Regions from separate parts of the Danio rerio genome. Here all the other regions are linked to region 1. The links are chromatin contacts, called in public Micro-C maps. All regions are on one chromosome and are shown on one strand. The core of a region is the stretch at or near the end of the contact, and the rest is flanking DNA. Distances in the headings are between cores, read along the strand shown.

Evidence for each region. Hi-C and Micro-C count contacts between places; a contact is called where the count stands out from the background.
Region 2: a Micro-C map of caudal fin shows a contact between it and region 1, with 2.1 times the contacts expected there. The contact joins the enhancer-like site here to the promoter of nrp1a in region 1. A contact is called at or near these places in 2 of 18 Hi-C or Micro-C datasets (caudal fin and an unstated tissue) and 1 of 4 datasets of contacts at active chromatin or transcription factors (caudal fin).
Region 3: a Micro-C map of caudal fin shows a contact between it and region 1, with 2.2 times the contacts expected there. The contact joins the enhancer-like site here to the promoter of nrp1a in region 1. A contact is called at or near these places in 1 of 18 Hi-C or Micro-C datasets (caudal fin) and 1 of 4 datasets of contacts at active chromatin or transcription factors (embryo).

The regions. Positions count from the first base shown.
Region 1 is chr24:1,386,229-1,388,884 of GRCz12tu, forward strand. It overlaps nrp1a (neuropilin 1a), which reads right to left and starts at 1,312. Exons shown (of 17, transcript NM_001040326.1): 1 at 864-1,312. The coding sequence starts at 930.
Region 2 is chr24:1,732,707-1,735,362 of GRCz12tu, forward strand. The region is part of intron 22 of pard3aa (par-3 family cell polarity regulator alpha, a); the gene reads right to left. Among named protein-coding and RNA genes, the nearest start is that of nrp1a, 350 kb to the left of the region's middle. Within about 2 kb of position 1,330, at least 2 of the 62 cell types and tissues checked have an H3K27ac peak or open chromatin away from gene starts, as enhancers often do. A contact at or near this core is called in caudal fin, where this site is marked.
Region 3 is chr24:1,650,731-1,653,386 of GRCz12tu, forward strand. It overlaps a transcript of nrp1a not described here. Among named protein-coding and RNA genes, the nearest start is that of nrp1a, 260 kb to the left of the region's middle. Within about 2 kb of position 1,356, at least 2 of the 62 cell types and tissues checked have an H3K27ac peak or open chromatin away from gene starts, as enhancers often do. A contact at or near this core is called in caudal fin, where this site is marked.

The sequences.
Region 1 (2,656 bases), core at 62-2,561:
TCCAAGTCTACATTAAAGTGACCCGAGAAAATGTTGCTAGAATCCCACAGGATTTTTTAGTCTGGACAGGCGTGATTAAGATACACACTTTATCTGATTTACATACAGGAACAGAAACATAAGAAGAAGAATACAAATGGCCTAGTCAGTAATAGCATAACTTTACAAGTTAATAACATTATTACACCTATTTACATTCAAACCTAAATGAAAATGTATAATTGTAGATCATAAAATAAAGTCACACAAGCATTATTACGATTCACTGGAATATTTAATGCTTTAATGTGGATATTTTTCTTAAGATTACGATCATAAACCCTAAACTTTGGAGAAACAAGACTTTATGTAGCACTTTATATTATAAATGTTTATTAAGAGTACTAATTTAAACGTATTGTAATGTTTAACATCTGAGTAGCAGATGTGTATTAATATAAAAAGAGGCTATACTGTCGCCTACACATTAAAATACGAGTGTCTAATATTTGTAAATATCTAAACGCATGCACAATAGAGGCTCATTTCGTAATTTAGAAACCATAATGTAATAAAGCAAGTCAAATGAATGAGATGAAATATAATATTTACTATTTTGTAAATAATAGCTATGTTAATTACAGATACACGCATGTTTTGGGCACAATCACACCGCGCGTTTTGTTGTACGGTGTTATAAATACGAGCTGGATCTCAGCGCGGATTTGTGAAATGGTTTTGTCTGGTCATCCAGAGCCAGAAAGCGGCGGCAGGTGAGAGCAGGTGACCAGCCCGAAGTCGCAACCCCTCGTTAACAGGCTTTACCCCTCATCTAATCCCAAGAAAAAGTCATTAGACAGCCGTCAGTTTCAGCCGACACTCACCATTTTTGAGAGCACTGACGATGAGAAAGATTCCCGTAAAGAGGATCAACACTAATCCACAATGCATCCTCGAATCCTGGAGTTCGGAGTGCGGAAAAATAACACAAATTTGGCAAAAAACGATGAGACAATCCTCAGATGGTCGTATTTGGGTAATTCCTCTCGCGTGTAAAGAAGGAAACCGAAAGAGCGCGCAAAAGGGTCTGAGAGCTGTAGAAATGTGCGGTTTTGTGCGTCTTCAGGTCGCTCGCATCCTGCCATTCAGCTCTGGTTTCCTCTGCGCTCTCCCAGACCCGATCCTCTCTCCTTTGCCATTTCCTTCGCCCTGTTAAAGAATGACAGAAAAGGGAAAAAATCGTTGCAGTTCCGCGAAATAGACGAGTAATCCTGTGCGCAAAGACAAGAGAGATCGCTAGACTTTGGCTAAAAAAGTGCGGCTTGGATACGAGATTCAGCCTCCGCGTATAGTAACCCGGCGTTCTGCTTAGTCTCAAAATCGGAGTGAGGAACACAAACATCTGGCGATTGGCTTTGCCATAACAGCGTCTTAAACAAGGGATACACCCCCTAAATTACGCTTCTCTTCTTCCTAGAGTTTGTTGCTCTGCCGTGTGCCAGACGCGCAGGGGATTCTCATTGGTTTGATTACACATATGCAAAAGCCCGACCTATATGGAGCCCAACCTCCCGTATAAAAGAGCACAGAGACCCCGAGCTCTCCGCGAGACACCGTCCAGCCCTCGCGCGCTCTGGAAGTGCTCTTGATGTCGGGATTGCGGTGTAACATCAACGTTTAATACACGCAACAACTACTAGATTGCAACAACTACTAGATCAACTATCTGGATTGAAGCATGTGCACCTTCTGAATTGTATCTACATTATTTGCCAATGCATGTTCACGCAAACGCATGCAATGTTACCACAATTGGCATTAACACGGCGTGTTTTACTCCCGAACTTCCTTTAACATGATGCATATCAAGCGAAACATGAATATATGACAGGCATTCTGCATTTTAAAGATATATAAGATTAAAATCTGTTGCAATCTTGTATGTTTAACACTGCAGTGTGTGCACAAATACAAACTGCAGCAGTGAGACTCCACATAAGTTGATCGCATCGATATTTCTTCATGCTAAACGGACTAAGCCTGTCACTTCAACCGAGTCCTTCCTGCTCAGACAAACAATCAGCACTTGCCTACAAGCTGTCACCCCCGTTACATCCAGCAGTAATGCAGTACGATCCGGTGACCGCGATCGCCCAGTTATCTCCAGTCAAATCCATAAACATCAGCGTCTCCGAACAGCACTCAGCGTTCAGCAACTCTCATTGTATCCGTCATTTACGCTAAACCAAGCAGTCAGCGCGAGGAAACAAACACAGGGTCCTGCAGTACAGAGTCAGCCTAATATTTTGCAGTAATGACCGCGCACTTGCTCATGCAGTGGATATTAAAGCACCGGAGGAAAGGCGGACAGCGGGCTTCATTCCGCAGGAATCCGGGAGAAGTTGCGATCACCGCGGACTCCATGATCCATATCTCACGCCCTGTTCCGCGAGGCTGCCCCGGCCAAAAATGCCGCCTACAGCTCACTCTATCCTCTCTCCACAGAAAAAAAAACAAAGCATGCAGATTAATATAAAACAATCAGAGGGTTAAAATCATAGCTCACACTATTAAAATGCTGGGTTTGCTGTCATCCAATGTTGCATGAGGTCAAATCAAGCCAGACATTGAATTAAAAAAGGTCTCATGTAAGTTTAATAGACTTAATATAAAAATC
Region 2 (2,656 bases), core at 80-2,579, 350 kb after region 1:
ACATTCATTCATTCATTCATTTTCTTGTCGGCTTAGTCCCTTTATTAATCTGGGGTCGCCACAGCGGAATGAACCGCCAACTTATCCAGCAAGTTTTTTTTGCATAGGATGCCCTTCCAGCCGCAACCCATCTCTAGGAAACATCCACACACACATTCACACACACACTCATACACTACGGACAATTTAGCCAACTCAATTCACCTGTACTGCATGTCTTTGGACTGTGGGGGAAACCGAAGCACCCGGAGGAAACCCACGCGAACACAGGGAGAACATGCAGACTCCACACAGAAACGCCAACTGAGCCAAGGATCGAACCAGCGACCTTCTTGCTGTGAGGCGAACGTGCTACCCACTGCACCACTGTGTCGCCGCCTGTTAAACAGTTTGCTTTTAATATTTTGTGTGGGGAAAAGTCTTGGATTTACTAAATAGGAGGATCATCTTCATTTAAGAATCGTAATTATACATTCTGTCTTAAAATGAGCCAAAAGCATTTCAGCTTAAAGCAAGATTATTGTATAGATTTAATCAGGATCACACATGCAAATAGTAGACTTTGCTTGTTAAATTATTTGAGTGCCATTTGAGATGTTTAAATGAGTCATGTGACCGTAGTACTCAAAAGAGACTCTAGACGCACCTGATCACTGTTACACTGATGAAGGCAGACTTCTGCCGAAACGCGTAGGTTTTTAGACATTTAGCCATGTGAATAAAGGCTTTTTAATTTTTTCATTTTATTCGAGTGCCTTGGACTGATTCTTGTTGATATTATGGTGTCTTTATGCATTAGAAGAGTCAAAAACGTACATACAGCACCTTTAAACAAGTTACTACAGCTAAGATAAAGTCTTAAAAATACACCGCTGGTCTTAAATTATGTCTCTGGTTGTAATTAAGCTAAATGTGCAGATAACATGCCAAACTTTAAGCTTTAGTAAATAAAAAACACAATCATAATCATCTTACACAATCTGTTCTTGCATAGTATTGTAATATATTCCTAAAACAACATCAATGTTTTATGGGTTAAAAAAAAAAATATTGCAACTCTTGACAAGATTAAAAGTTTGTGCAGTGCATCTTCAGAGAAGATTGAGTTTTATTGGCTGAGACAGGTCGGCAAGCCTCTGGAAAGAACATGATCTTTATGACAAACATCTGGAAAAGCCCTTTTGTAAGTCAAGAGAAAAAAATGGAGGGTGTGATGTACAAGAGAGGCATAACAAGACACGTCTAATTGTCTATTTACCGCTGGAGGTCTGTGACAGTTTCTGGCCACAGGCCGATTATCAGCGATCTGGCTTGGCAGCTTGTTGTCGCACATAAAAAAACTCCCTTTCTTTCAGTCCTGGGGGGATTTCGAGCACCGTGAACACACCTTAATCACTGTCCTAATGTGCGTCTCGTGCTGTCAGAACTCACGCTGGCTTTGAGGGATTATCTGGGACGTACCTGCCCATTTTTCTTCATAAAGAAATGAGAGGCGTTCAATGCAAAGTTGGGAGTTTTGCCACAAAGCTACATATTTAAAAGGCAATCAATCATGGTTTCATGCCACTCTGATTTTCTGTTGCACTTGAGGGACACTTCTGAGTGCTGTAATGCATGCTATTTATAATCACAGCTATAAATAACAGCCGGGAGACTGTGCAACTATGGTGTCACCAGTCCGTGTGTTAATTAGTTAAGTGTTTATCGTAGAGATTTATAAATGTTGCTAAAAATAATCATGGAATAGTAATGATATACACCAGCATGCTGTTTTATTATCGGGTTAATATTCATATGATCGTCTTTAAGAAATATAGCAACCACCTAGCAACACTTAAAAAAAAATCCCAGAAGACCACAGAAAGTGCACAATAGCATGTCAAAACCACCCAAACAACCCCCTAGCAAAATTTAGGAAAACCTTTTGTATGATCCTAGTAACTGCATAGCGACATGCTAAAACACCCTGAACCCCAAATTAACCACATAGCAACAGCTTAGAAAATTCCGAGAAGACCACAGAAAGTGCGCAATAAAAAGTAAACCCAAACCCAAATTAAAAACCAAGCAACACATTAAAAAACCTCGCATAAGACCCTAGCAACTGCATAGCAACAAAATAATACACCCTATAAATGACCTAGAAACACCTTAGAAAGCTCCAGAAAGACCTTATAAAGTGCAACAATAACAATATTACAACGGTAAAAATATACAAAAGGTGATATCATGGTAATCACATCTTTTTGAACAAACTTATTTAACAATATGATTGTCTGATAAAGCATTTCTCCGCGATTTGTACTTGTTTTTCTTTTTTACTATAAAGCACATTGTGATTTTTTTGTCAGTGAAAGGTTTTATACAGTATAAATACACTTGCCTATTAACTTCATTGTGCAATAAAGAGTTAATTCACAATACAAAAATGTATAAAAACACAAACAAACTCTTAACGTAGTGAACCACTTACCATGGGTACTGTACATAATTTACAAAGGTAGATATTTAAGGCGACCACAAAAAGCAATATGGCTTCACCAGGATCCATTCACCCCTGCCAAAAAAAAATCCTACGATAACCTCCCAAAATATTCTTATGGTACCCCCCAACATCCTATAGTATCTTATCAAAAATCCTATGGTATCAGCCCAA
Region 3 (2,656 bases), core at 106-2,605, 260 kb after region 1:
ATAACAAAAATATATAACAATACAGTTTTTTCCACAATGTTTTGTTTTCAGTTGAATTGCACTTTTTTGAGTAATTGAATTAAATTTAAAGTGTTACAAAATCACTTTATACAATTTAGTTAAAATAATGTTAATATACTTTATAAGTTACTTACACTTGCATATATTAGTCTATAGTAATAACTAGTCATTTCACTACTTCATTTCAATGGTTCATGTCGTACCATCAACTATACTGAGCATGCCACATTCATAGTTCAAAATATCTCAATATACATGGCTTATGTACATGTAGACATATCTTAAAGTTTTTAAAAGTCTTTTTTTTTAAAAAAGTCTAACAAAATCACTTTAAATTGTTTAGTACAAAAAAAAAATTGGCTCAGAAATTAAATTTTGGCGCATTTTGAAACATAAAAGTAGACACTTGCAACTTACTTTTTAGAGTAGTGTTTATTTGATTATTATTATCATTATTATTATTATTATTAATAACAATAATAATTAATTTTTTTATTATTTTTATTAAGCACATTTTTTGCATTCATCCTTCTATGTATCTTTTGCTGCTGCACATTTCATGTCTGTGGAGTGCATTAAGATGCTACTTTTAATGGCAGAACATAAAAAAAGTTTATTATTTTATTATTAATACTTTTACTTGTCATTAATGCAAATATGCAACATAATTGTTTTGAATAGTTTTGCTTCTATGTTTGCTTCAATCTATCTATCTATCTATCTATCTATCTATCTATCTATCTATCTATCTATCTATCTATCTATCTATCTATCTATCTATCTATCTATCTATCTATCTATCTATCTATCTATCTATCTATCTATCTATCTATCTATCTATCTATATTTAACTTATCTAAACCGCAATTTAAACATTCTAAATAATTACAATGATAAAAAGTATATGACATAAACTTTACCTAATTATCTAAATTTAATTAGAATGGGGGAAAGCATTAATATGTACAGTAGATCCCCCACCGCCAATAATTCTTCAAGCAAACTAACATCAAAAAGAATAAATCAGCCACAAATGACCTTGCATCATATATCATCAACCAACGTCTTCTGTGCCAGTATGAACTATGCAGTGTTTTGGCTGAATCTCCTGAACACACTTCAGAACAACATCCTAAATATTTCAGAGCACAACCTGCCGAGTCACATTTCCGCATCTCGCGACCTCCAGGCTGGCAGCTCGAATCATAAAAGAGTCATTGAGAGATCAGGCGCAGGTAAAGAAAAGCCGCTGTGTTTTATGGGCGTTAGCAGGGGATCTGGAGACTGAGGGTAAGTAGGCATGAGGGCATGTGAGTACACTTGTTTTCTGACACGTTTTCACCTCTCTCTGGGCCTCCGGCAGTAAACACTCTAAATAAATGATGCCTTCTGAGATTCTCATTGGCTGATTATTGCCACTCGCTATGCCAGCTCTTTTATTTATTTCCTGCTATAGAGGTGAGACAATGAGTTCCGCCTGCTTTCTGGAAATGACTTGTAATGAAAAAGTACTTGGCAGCTGATTAAAATGGTTAATTTAGGCATGGACATGATCATAAATAGTGGAGAGGGATCTGTAAGACTACAGCTTTTTAGAGTAAAAATGCAAAACGGGCATTTTTCCCCTTATCTTCTGCTATCTTTGTGCCACACAGTGCTTTAATGTATTATTGTATTATGAATTATTATAAAGAATATACATGTTAAAATGTATATTATTACTGTATAAAATTATAAGATGTCAACTTCTCAGAGCTCAAAGGGATATGGGATGGACCATCACACAGTGAAAACATGTACTGTGATCAGATGAATCAGTACTTGAGGTGTTTTTGGGAGAAACGAACGCAGACCAAAAAAGAAAAGTATCATCCAGACTGTTACCAGCAACAAGTCCAAAAGCCAGGGTCTGTCGTGGTATTGGGTTGTGTCAGTACCCTTGGCAAAGGTAACCTGCACTTCAGTGATGCACTTTTAATGCTGGAAAGTACATGAAGATTTTGGAGCACAATATGCTGCCTTCTATTCAATGCACATTTCAACAAAACCACATTCTGCACACATTACAAAGTCCTTCTGCAAAGGAAGAGGATACAGGTACTTAACTGGCCTGCCTGCAGTCCTGACATGTCTCCAATAGAAAATGTGTGGCGCATTTTAAAATGCGACCCCATACTGGTGCCCATCTTAAGACTTGTTTGCAGGAAGAATAGGACAAAATTACACCTGAACTTTGAATTACTTTGGATTCTTACCTAATAAGACTGTAAAAAATAAAATAAAATAAAAAATAAATTAAAAGCCTAAAAAAGCAACAGAACAGGAAACATTGAAACAAGTTTTGACCACTTAATATAGCCTAATTTTGCTGGAAATTTTTTTTTATAACAAATTTTAATTTGGTATAAATTGTATTTTTATTTTAATTATTTTTTGTTGGTCAGTTATCTACAAAAAAAATAATAATTAATAAATTTTAGGTAAAGTGACATTATTATTATTTTTTTTTTTTGCACAAGGGGATTATGAATTAAATATTGAATATATGAATATGAATGACCTATTACAACATGTATAATATAGGATTTCTGACAAACTTCTCTATAATTTGAGTTATGAATTACAGTATCGCAAT